Linked DNA regions of Columba livia: region 2 is linked to region 1. A link is a contact called in public Hi-C data. All regions are on one chromosome and are shown on one strand. Each heading gives the region's core, a stretch centred on a gene start, on an enhancer-like site or on the middle of the called end of the contact. The rest is flanking DNA. Distances are from core to core; before and after follow the strand shown.

Evidence for each region. A called contact is a pair of places that touch in the nucleus more often than the background predicts.
Region 2: a contact with region 1 is called in a Hi-C map of crop, with 2.7 times the contacts expected there. The contact joins the promoter of BTG1 here to the enhancer-like site in region 1. A contact is called at or near these places in 2 of 2 Hi-C or Micro-C datasets (crop and liver).

The regions. Positions count from the first base shown.
Region 1 is chr1:165,068,372-165,074,704 of bColLiv1.pat.W.v2, forward strand. No RefSeq gene overlaps it. Among named protein-coding and RNA genes, the nearest start is that of DCN, 110 kb to the left of the region's middle. Within about 2 kb of position 4,055, at least 1 of the 3 cell types and tissues checked has an H3K27ac peak away from gene starts, as active enhancers do.
Region 2 is chr1:165,313,476-165,319,108 of bColLiv1.pat.W.v2, forward strand. It overlaps BTG1 (BTG anti-proliferation factor 1), which reads right to left and starts at 2,283. Exons shown (of 2, transcript XM_065042576.1): 1 at 1,882-2,283; 2 at 1-705. The coding sequence starts at 2,029. The coding sequence ends at 341.

The DNA.
Region 1 (6,333 bases), core at 2,805-5,304:
ATGAAGGGGTTAAGGCTTTTTTAACAGGGTAAATGTTCATGTTTCTCTTGAATTTAACTGAAAGATTTATCATGCAAGTCATAAATGTGAAACTTCTTTGGATTTGCCCTTTTACTGTCTAAGAGGGCCCAGCTGGTTTTGGTTTTGATGTGTGCAGCTGCAGATATTTCCAAAGTTTAGGAAAGTGTAATAGCTTGGAGATCTGTGTCTAAAGAAGTTTCTACTGACTTTTAAGATGACATATGCACTTTCAGTCCCACTGCTTGAAGATTTATCACAACACTAGAGATAAATTTTTAGATTAGTCATTTGATGAGAGCGTATTCAGCTTTTGTTATTTTTTACACATTGCTTAGTAAACTTTTAACTTTTATTTGCAGATTAATCTTACCTATATTTTTTTCTTCTTAATCTTTGCAGTTTTATTTTCATTTTCAACACAGTTTCTCGTAATGTCATGTATCGCTGCAGTCTCTTTTATAACTTCTGAATAGCTGATTTATGGTGATAGGTCTTGCTGCACATGCTCTGTTATGTAAATACGATATTTTATGTTGATTAAGGTGTACAGTTCTTAAGGGCATCTGTTCAGGGATGCATGTATAATTTCTTTCCCTACAATGTTTTATTTAGTCCTTTTCTGAGACTCCTGTATTATATTTTATTTAACTTTCTGCACAGCCGGTGCCTCTGGGCTGTGTTTCTGAGGCCTTTAATTATCCTGCTGTCTCTAAGACAATTACATAATTAAGTGAATTTCGGTTTTATTCTGAATTCGGTAATTATAACTAAAAGACTGAAAAGTGCATCAGCTGCAACATGAGGGAACTCAATCATTAAAAGAAAATGTATCTAGAAGAGAAACACGGTTGAGAAGATTCTACTAATAACCAATAAATGAAATGAAAAATTAAAATAAGGAGAATTGAGCTTACTGGATTCCTTCAGTCTGTTGCTTTAAAAGATAAACTTTTTTTTAGCTCTGACAATCACAAAAATGTGATGTTCCAAGGAAAATTGTAAATAACTGTACCAGTTAAAAGAAACATTTCCCCAAGTATTGAAGAAGAGAGTGCTGAAAGGACAGGTGTTATATTGTTTAATAAATTTCCATGTTTGGTATTCTAAAAATAGATTCTTTGTTTGCTCTCCCTAGCTCTAGCACTACCTCAGTCACATGTGTGTTTATATACATATATATTTTTCATTTTTGACTGAAACAGATGGCATATCTCCTTGTCCAAGGCTCAGGCAAGGGGGGCATGGGAAATAAGATAGAATTTAAATTATTTTTAAATAAGAAAACATCTTTCTCATACCCTATTTCCCATACATACTGTCTTGCAAGCAAGCAGTGACAGTAAACACTCAGGGAGTGTGTTTTGCTTGTGGTGTTCTGAAAACCCTGCCCAGTTCTTTGGTATTTGGTTCCTATGACTACCTGGTTTTCAAAAACAAGCCTAAAAGTTAACAGCTGAGCTCCACTGAGCTCAACAGTAATTCTCCTACCAGCCACAAAAGGGAGCAGATTAAGCATTTGTTCCAGCTCTAATAGAAGACCTCTCCCCTAAATCCACCAAAGTCACCTGAGGCTCAGTGCTTTTGAAAATCAGGTCATTGCTTAAAGTGTATAAACATGAGTTCAGAAGCCTGATTTTCAGCAATTCGTTGTGAAAACATTAGGCAAGCTTAATTTCTGCACAAATACTACAAAGTCAGGTTTTCTAGAGTTTAAGATCTGTATATGTGCTCTGGGGAAGATTGGGAATGCTATGAGTAAAATGCATTTTTCTGGCCTCAGGAGTCTGTATATATCATACATATATGTATGAAACATCATCCCTGCAACCATGCAGTGCAAGACACGTGAGTGGAATGGTAGCGATGTCTCTAGAAATCCAGATGGAAAAATGGCTTGAAGCAGTTAGAGGTCCTGATTCAGTCAGAAGTTTCACATACAGCTCTGCTGCCAACATCAATGGGTGTTTAAGCATTTATGCTCTTTGATGAACTTCCTGCAGGAATGTCTGTTCAAATGCGCATTTGAGATACTTACATTTCTATCACAGTAGTGGCTGTGAATATTTTTATTTTTAATATTTATTTTAACACTTACTAAATGAATACAATTGTTGCCTAAAATGTACAGTGCAATCTACTACTGGTAAAAGAGATTTCCCAGTGCACAGGAAGTTTCTGTATTTGTGTCGACATGCTTGTGGGTATAGTGTAGAACTCAATCATAGAGGAAATCTAGACAGCCGGTTGTTTAAAATTATCCTTTTTCCTCATGTGAACATTAGCTATAGAATTGAGACCTTAAGAACATGTTTTGAAATACATTTTAAGAATGTAGTAATTCTAAAGCTATAATTCTCATCCAGATATATGACAATAAAAACGCAGACTGAAGAGCCAAGCCTGCAATTTAGTGTTTAAATCAATGTCTGAGTTACACTGGAAGTCAGGGTGGAACCTCTCCTGGTGGCCGTGAATGCCTGGCTTCTTAAGTCTTCATATTACTTGAGAAAGGATTAAGTGGGTCAGGGGTCTAATTTAGTAAAACAACTCCTGTTTTCCCACAGGTTTCCAGGGACCTTCTTGGTGAATACTGTGTTATTTTGAGATTAAAAAAAAATAAAAATCAGAAACCTGAGCCGACAGAATGAAATGTGCACAGTCCAGAGCTGAGTATCTCTTAACTCTGCATCACATGGCTTTGATATGTGGCCCATATTTAATCTGTGATGTTCTGTTAAACAGCAAAATAAAATTTGTAATGTTTTCAGTTGTAAGTTTGATGAGCAGGCTACATGGCAATCTATGAGAAACTTGAGAAGATTGATGATTGTCCTTCGGCTCCAGAACCTGAGGAGTTGGTCTGAAGGACTAAGGTCTTGTTGTAATCTTTTAGGGCCCTAACCATGGTTGTGTCAGGCTACATTTCAGATCAGAAATGTAATAAACACAATCCAGTTTTGGTTTGGTTTGGTTTGGTTTCCCATAGCTACGTTTTACTGTTGTATCCTAGTTTTTCTGGTAAACCATACTCAAATATCATCTTTTTATTCAACTTTCACCAGCCCACATTTACCGCTCAGCTTTCAGTGAGCAGCTGCTGCTGGCAGAGTGCCAAGAAGGTGTCAGTACTTATTCACATTTGAGAAGACAGAAGATCCCAGAGACATCTTAAGATTCATGATCGATCAGGACTTTGTCTCCGCAAGCTTGAGGTTATCATTTTCACTGGAGTCAGGAGCCGTACTGCTTTGATGAGGAAGTAGCTTGGACCTCATCCAGCTATTGATATTTCTAAAGTGATGATCTGGCTCTAAATCTGGCCGCAGTGATGCATTGCTTCACCACACAGATCTTATTACATGTGCCTGTTGTTAGTAATGCTTCTGACTTTGACTTTTGAATGCCTTGAACGCCGGGCCTAGTGGTTTTAGTTTTAATGGGTTTTGTGTGTAAGGCTGTTCAGCATTTTACTTTTGTATAATGTTGCCAGTGCAGTGCTTACTATTCACAATCACATAAAAAAAGTTGCTGTATGTGCAAAATGTGCTGCTTAGGGTAATTGTGCAGTACTGGAATACTTTTATATGAAAACGTAATCTGCACTGGTTTTCACCACAAAAGTTCAGAATGTAATGTTAAGGTCAAAATAACATGTCGTCTTCTTAAGAAGATCTAGTTTTTCATATTCTTATATGTCTCTGTATGACTCACTCAGAAGTATTATGGGCTAGTAAGAATATTTACTGCAATACAGATCATTCCAGGGGGGATGGTCCGAAGTTACTTTTTTCTTTGCTAAAGCTGGTATGAGTTGATGCAAGTGTCACTGAACTACAAATGACTAATGAAACCTGGATTTGATCTGGTGCTTTTGACTGGCGATGAATGTTCCTCCCTCAGCCCCCACTGCACGACAGCACCTGTGGGATCACCCATGTCCCAGCAGAGCTCCGGCAGAGCAACCGCTGCAAATCCCCTCGCATCTCCCGCACTGCGAGGCTGAAATGCAACCCAAGCACGGCCAAGGTGATGTTGGTTTGAGAATGGAGATTGACCAAAAGCCAGGGTGTTTTTCCCTTTGTTATGCACATGCGCCACTCCTGTGTGGTGGCTCTTGTCTGGCTGCTGAGTCAGCCCAGATAATCAGATGCCAGATGATGCCCCTTAAATACTGCTGGGCAGTATTTTCTTTAAAGTAAAAGCTTGACTACTGTACTATATATGTTATCACTTCAGATGGGATTATTTCCACCAAAGTTTAGATATTTGCTTTACAGAGGTCTATTCTAGATCACAGCCATCTCATTTTAGTATATACTTCTAAGTTGGACAGTGTGTACTATTGTAGATGTTCGTATTAGTAGTTTGGATCCCATCTTCCAAACTAGTGCAAAATACTACTGCCTTCCTCTTTCTCTGCTCCTTTACCAGGACCGCTTTCCTTTCTTTTTTTTTACCTTTTTTTTTTAATTTATTCCTATGAATCTGTTTGTGAAGAACAAGCCTGTTCAAGAGCTTGGTCTTCAAGCTCATTAGTGAAAAGGGAAGCATATGTAACTCATAAACTAATGCTGTCTTTACAGTTGTTCAATTTAACTGGCTTTACAGGGATCTTGTCAAAGCCTGATCTTCGAAGAAGACTTTTTAACACCATATTGATTCCAGTTGGGAGATACGTGATAAAAGGAGAGGGGTATTTATTAATATTTTGTTAATTAGGGTATACCCAGGCTTTCTACTATATATTTGCAACTTCAAGATTTTTGTGTATTTAATTTTTTGTCTGCATGTTTTGGTGGTAATACTAGTGGCCTGGCATGCCCTTTGCCATTTGCCCGGTGCTCACATATACTTCATAAGTCATCTAGCAGAGTCATCACTGTAAATATAGTAATTTTTTCTTTTTTATTTTATTTAGCGTGAGGACCAAAAGCCCCAAACATATTTCTAGCTTTATATGCCTTCTTAAGTGCATTTTTTATGGATTCAATAAACCCGTTGGGTTGGTTGAAAGGATATTCTTGTTTGTTTTTCTTTCCTTATTTTAAATGAAGGTAAATTAATCCAATTTAAAACTGTTCAGTATAATATTTATTAATCATTATTTGGGTACATAATAGCAAGAGTCCCCCTTGCTTTGGCTTTATTTTTATTTAAAATTATTGAATTATTCTTTAAATGAAACCTGAGCAAACTAAGTTATAGCAATGCCTTGCTTCCCTGAGTCTTGCACTTCACCCCCTGCAGAAATCAGAATATGGAAAAAATAAAAATCTAATAATGAGATAAAACTAGCACAATGCAAAAGAAGATAATTACATTGCTCTGCTGTCACAAGGCCAACATAAAAAAAAAATGAAGTGAGTCATCTTCCTTCACATGCACAGCCTATTCAAACATACATATATAATTATTTATTTGTATGGTTTTGATTCTTTAGCCAAATGTCACTACTTTATAATGTGGTGTAACCATTTAGGGATTATGTTCTATGTGCTCGTTTCTAGTTTTATCATTAAACCACAAAAAAGTGTTCTAGGCTCCAATGTAATTAAGTTGCATGCAAGTGTTGTATATCATTAAATCTTTGTATGAGTACATGAGTTCAAAGACAGCTCTCCTGCAATGATAAGATACAATATGCAGTGAATAAAGGCTTCTTTCTAGTGAAGGCATATCCCTTACCAAACCAGTGTATCAAGCAAGAGTATGCTCAAACGTCAAGAAATCTTCACGTAACATTGTAATTTTTACTTCAGAGGTAAGTGGACAATTGGCTTAGACCATTTCTTAAGAGAAAGACTAGATATGTTTCCAAAGACCTAAGCCCATCCACTAATGCTATTGTTTTTTTCTGGACTTTGTTAATTTTATCCTGTTGGTTACGAATAAAATGATATCTTTTTTTTATGGCTTCCCCCTGGTTTCTCTGTGAGAAACCTGGTATGTGCAGCTTAGCATACATAGATGGTAGTAACACAAACAAGCTGCAAGTGTCAGACTTCACAAGGAGGGACACAAATGCACTCTGAACGTTAAAATCAAAGTGACAGCTCAACTATGAGTACTCCATTCCCAGTTTTGAAGAGTGGAGAGTTTTCCAAGGAGAGATACAGTGCACTCTTAACAGGATCAACTTCACATATTTACTGACAGATGAAGTAAGGCAGATACAGCCTGGGCAAAAAAAAAGATCTAAAGGTTTAATTCCACCTTTCCTTTCACACACAGCACAGCTCATTTCTTGTTTCATGGGTGCTGGGAAGGCAGACTGAGGATGAGGAAGACCTTCTTTCTCCTTGCATTTTTTTT
Region 2 (5,633 bases), core at 1,033-3,532, 240 kb after region 1:
TACTCCGCAAGACCTACTGCAGAGAATCACTTTATAAATACAGATTGGGGTTGAAAATTGGTGTAGAAATTAAGTAAGATGTCTTGGAGAAACTGACCCTTCCTTGATCTTCTTCAGTCCTTAGCAAGTTGCACTCATTTTGACTCACAGGCTATTAAATTACTGAAAGGTACTGTCCAAACTATGGCACTGTCACTTTAAAGTATACCACTCTAACGTGTGCCAGATCTTCACAGCTGTGACATGGTTTAAATTCCATAATCCATCATCCCCAGAGGTGCCCACCCAAAGTAAAAACCAAATTTATCCATCCATTTTAAGGTGATCCACAGACTATATCTTAACCTGATACAGTCATCATATTGTAGCTTTTGGAAGGGCTAGTTCTGCCCAAGAGAAGTTCCTCCTTACAGCTTATTCTGCTGTCTACCATTTGCATGTTGGTGTTATTTTGGCTACCTCCTGCTGGTGCAGCTTCATACAGCACACAGATCGAGCCATCCTCTCCAATACGATAGGACACTTCATACGGGTCAACCCATAGAGTGAGTTCACTTGGCAGAAGCTGGAACAGTTCCTGACTGCTCAATCCAATCCGCTGTGCTGCCTGTCCAATGAGAGGATCCATTTTATGGTTGATCCGGATACATCGGTAACCTGATCCCTTGCATGGCTTTTCTGGGAACCAGTGGTGTTTATAATGTTCTATAAAATAAAAAAAAAAAATTATCCTCCTTAATTCTCTGCTCAAAAACATGCACAGTGATCATTGTTCTCTTGCGAATTTCACAGCTCAAGATGTTGAAAAGCTTACTACTTTACCATCAAGTGACCTGAAAAATCATTATAGTCTTTATTTTTGGTGATGATTCACGTAAATGCAGAGTCCCTCGGGAAGTACTCGTGTACAAAGTAACTGTTTCATGCTACCATATACAGAGAACAATGTTTACCATCTGAAAAGAGTGAAATGCAACTTCCTGGCACTCAAACAAATATAAAAATACAGAAGTGATTACATACACAGCAAAAAAACTCAAGGGCTTCAAAACTCCACAAACCAGAGGGAGAAAAAGCACCTTTCCAGCTTTCTCTTGAGATCACACCCAAGTTTAGTTCCTCACATTCTTAAGAACACCCAAAAATAACTCGGGAAGGAGCTGGGCAGCATTTACCGACTGACTCAAGCTGTATTTCACCACTGCTCTTCCCAGCCTGTCTTCCAGGGCGAGGTACCAATGACTTCACTTACCTCGGCAATTTTATCCCACCCAAAACCCTATCGGTCTGAGGCTACTTATAGTCACTATCAAGCACACTGGGACACAGGTTCGGAACTGCAAAACGCACAGAGCAGCAAAGTAACTCTCATATTTGATCCTAACCGGGGTTGATGGGTGGCTATGAGATGTTTCCAGAAGAAAGGGGAACCGAAATTCATTGTCTGCTACCGAATTTCACTCGACAAAAAAAAAAAAAAAGGCAACTTCAGAGCATCTTTCCTCGAGGAAACGGGGCGATCTGAGCCCTTGGAGCAGAGCCCAAGTCCGGGCTGCTCCGAAAGCTTTGTCTTGGCTGCCTGCGCGACGCCCGAGCCCCTTTTGTTTACAGCCCGCTCCTGCCGCCCCCACCCGCCGGGGGCCGCCTCGGCACGGAGAAGCCCCACTCGCCCCCCGCACCTGCCCCCACTGTAGCTCCAGCCCCTCGGAGGCGCCGTTCTTCCCCTCCCCCGTCTCCGGCCGCCCGCGGGGCGCGGCGCTGCCGGAGGTGCCGCCCGCAACCGCCGCCGGTGCAGGCAGGCGGCCCAGCGGCGAAGGGGACACCGCGGCTCCCTGGGCCGGAGGCGGGGAGCGGCTCCCGCCGCGCCCGCGCCGCCCTCACCTGCCAGCAGCTCCTGCAGGCTCTGGCTGAAGGTCTGCAACTGCCGCTCGTTCATCAGCCCCTTGGTCCGCAGGAACTTGGAGATGAAGCCCACGGCCGCAGCGATCTCGCGTATCATGCTGGCCCGGGTGTACAGGGCGGGATGCATGGAGGCGGCGGCGGGCGGCAGCCAGCTCTCCGGGGCGGCCGGCGCTGGGACGGGACGGGGCGAGGCACGCGGAGCGGGACGGGGCGCGGGGGCGGCGCGGCTCTAACTGGGAGAGGAGCGGGCAGCGCAGCCCAGATCACATCCCGGGGGCGGCAGCCTCCGCCTCCTCTTCCTGCGGCAGGGGGGCGGCGGCAGCAGCGGCGGCCGCGCACCCCGCATCTCCTGCTGCGAGGGGCGAAGGGAGCTGTCCCCCGGCCGCCGCCTCTTATAGCCCCGGTGGGCGGAAGTGGCGTCAGGGCGCTGGGGGGCGCGCCGCCGCCAATCGAGCGATCGCACCATTATGACGGCTGCGGCGAGGCGGGGCTGGCGGCGGGGGGGGGGGTGACGTAATCGGTTGTAAACAAATAGAGCCGGGGCGGAAGAATGCGCGGGGTTCGGCGCAAGGGGCTGTGCGCTGCGCAAGTGCTTTTGTGGTGTGGGGGGGTGTCCGCTGGAGGGGCCGCGTGGGCAGCGCAGTGGGGAGAGCGCCGAGCTCCTGTGCGGTGCCTCTCCGCGCAACTGCAGCCCGCGGGAGAGCAGCGCCCACGGTCCGCGCCGTGGCGTCGGTAGGGTTGGAGTGCGCGGCGCGGAGGCTGAGTCGCCTCCCTCCCTCCCTTGCGCTCTGCCTGCGCGGGGTGCGTAACCGGGCGCGGCTGCCGTGCGTGGCGTCCGTGCGCTGTATCTGGGGAGAGCAGAGCCACGTCAGCGGTGGGGGCGGGGGAGCCTGGGCTGGGGGAAGCGAGAACGCGGAGGCGGCGACTGCGCTGCTTCCTCTGCTCCTCCGGTGCGCCCTGCCCCGCGTCGGCTCGGCGGCGGGCTTGGCAGAGCGCGGGGGCGTGCTCGGGCATGTCTCCCCACGCAAGGGCAGCTGCAGCCGGGATGCTTAAGAGTTCAGTTGTTATTTATCTCAGTAGCCAGCGGGGGTGGCGTAGCTTCTTCCCTTTTGCCTTCTTTCGGAGCCCCAGGGGATGTGCCAGTGCGACCACTCCTGTACCCAGCACCCCGGGGGGCCCGAGCGTGACTTTGTCCTCAACTTTGTTTACCGCAGCCATAAAAACACGTTCACATTGGGGTCTCCAGGCAGGGTCCTCTATGCAGAGCATAAGCCCTGTCCCTGGGCTGCTGGTGGGCCACGGAGCCCATGGGCACCAGCAAAGCAAACGGCAGGCTGGGCAGAAGGGGAAGTGTTTTCCACCAGGACAAGCCTCTGCCCTGATTCTTTGACAACACCCCAAAAATACAGCTTTCAGTCTTTCATGCACCTCATGCACACTGCTCAATGGCATATTCTCACTTGGGACAGGACTCCCAGGACAGACTGTACAACTATCTCAGCATTTTATGACTTGCTTTGAAAGGGGAAAAACCCTGGGTGGCAGGAGGACTGATGTATATTACTCAGCTGGCAGTGGTCAAGAAGAGTGTAAAGCCTGAAGCCTCCCAGTGCCATGTCTCACTTCCTTTTTTTTTTTATTTTTTTCTTCTACAAAGTTTAGCTTCTTTGATAGAAAACTCATTCCTCCTGTAGGGTATGTGCCCTACCCCTATGCAAAGCTGCAAATGAGATATAGCCTGGTATTTATGTGTACAGTTCTTCCAGTCAAAGATCAGAAATCAGGCCATTAAAGGCACATTAATAACACACAATTAAATCCTAAGATTTCAGTAGAAATAATTCAGTAATGGAATATATAAAAAAACACGTGTGAAATAATTTGAACAAAAGATGAAAGTACTCCATTTTTGCTTGTCTGGTGTTCAAGATGTGCCTGAATAGTGCTTTTGGTCTTTTCTCTGCACTCAGGATCTCTTCTATCTTAGGCTGAGCCTCAAGGGATTCTTTCTTTGACTCTCTATACACAAGGGAGAACTGCAAAACACCTTCAAAAGATAATCCTGAGAGCTTAAACTCACAGATTTACTGCATGCTAAAAATGTTGGTGTGGGGTTTAGAGCACAGTCTCATCTATTTCCCCCCCCACACTAACTTCTGAATATTACATTAATGGTCATGGACTGCTCACCTTTCCTCTGAGAAGGGAAGAACTGCCAACCTGGCTCTCTTGCTGCTCCATAGGTGCTAGCCGTCCTTTCTTTGTGCCTCCAGAGCATGTGTGAGGTGCATCCAGAGCTGTCATTTCTGCTCTGTTCATAGGTTGTAGATTCCTGTTCTCTTTCAAACCTTGAAGCAGCAGATGCTTCTCTCTCCCATCACAACAAGATCCATCATCCTACTAGAAAATATCACATCTCTTGGGAAAAATCAACATTATTCTCAGAGCATCTCAATTACACAAAAATAACTACTGGAAATACTTCAATTAAAAAAGTAGTATGTTTTCTATCTTTGCTTGGACTTGAGGTTTATCTGGGCCAGTTTTTCATCTCTTATTTCCAGCCCAAGTCATATTATAGTTTGAGCTGGAAGGGAACTTCAAAGCTCATCTAGCCCAACCCCCCTGCAATGAGCAGGGACATCTTCAACTAGATCAGGTTGCTCAGAGCCCCGTCCAGCCGGGCCTGGAATGTCTCCAGGGATGGGGCATCTACCACCTCTCTGGGCAACCTGTGCCAGTGTTTTACCACCCTCAGTGTAAAAAATTTCTTCCTCATGTCTAGCCTGAATCTCCCCTCCTTTAGTTTAAAACATCTTATCATAACAGGCCCTGCTAAAAAGTCCCATCTTACTTATAGGCCCCTTTTAAGTACTGAAAAAAACACAATAAGGTCTCCCAAGAGCCTTTTCCAGGCTGAAAAACCCCAAATCTCTCAGCCTGTCCTCACAGGAGGCCTGTTCCATCCCTTTGATCATTTTGGCCTCTTCTGGCCCTTCTCCAAGAGGTCCATGTCTTCCCTGTACTGAGGGCTCCCGAGCTGGACACGGGACTCCAGTGGGGTCTCACCAGAGCAGAGTAGAGGGGCAGAATCACCTCCCTCAACCTGCTGGCCATGCTCCTTTTGATGAAGCCCAAGATACAATTGGCCTTCTGGGCTGCAAGTGCACATTGCCAGCTCATGTCCAATCTTTCATCCACCAGTACCCATGTCCTTCTCAGCAGGGCTGCTCTCAATCCATTCATCCCCCAGCCTGTACTGATACTGGGGGTTTCCCCAACTGAGGTGTAGGACCTTCCACTTGGCCTTTTTGAACTTAATGAAGTTTGGATGGGACCACTTCTTGAGCTTGTCTGGGTCCCTGTGCATGGCATCCCATCCCTCAGGCAAGTCAACTGCACCACTCAGCTTGGTGTCATCTGCAAACTTGATGAAGGAACTAATAGGAACTCTCAAGTAGATAAGTGGTCTTACATAGTAGCAGCCCAAAGCATGAAGTTTAAAAAGCTCTCCTCAGCTTCCTACAGCAGTAACTGTTATGGACAGCAAAGTTGTTAAGTTCAGATTTGAATCGTCCCCCTTGAATTGTACTTTTAAGAACATAATGTGGCAGCATGGACTTCATGCCACAGTCAGAGAGGGAAATAAATTTAAAAGATTGTTCTTTTTTTTTTTTTTTTAAAGCGCTTGCTAGGCCGTCAAAGAGTTTCCCTCAAATCTCCTGCAAAGT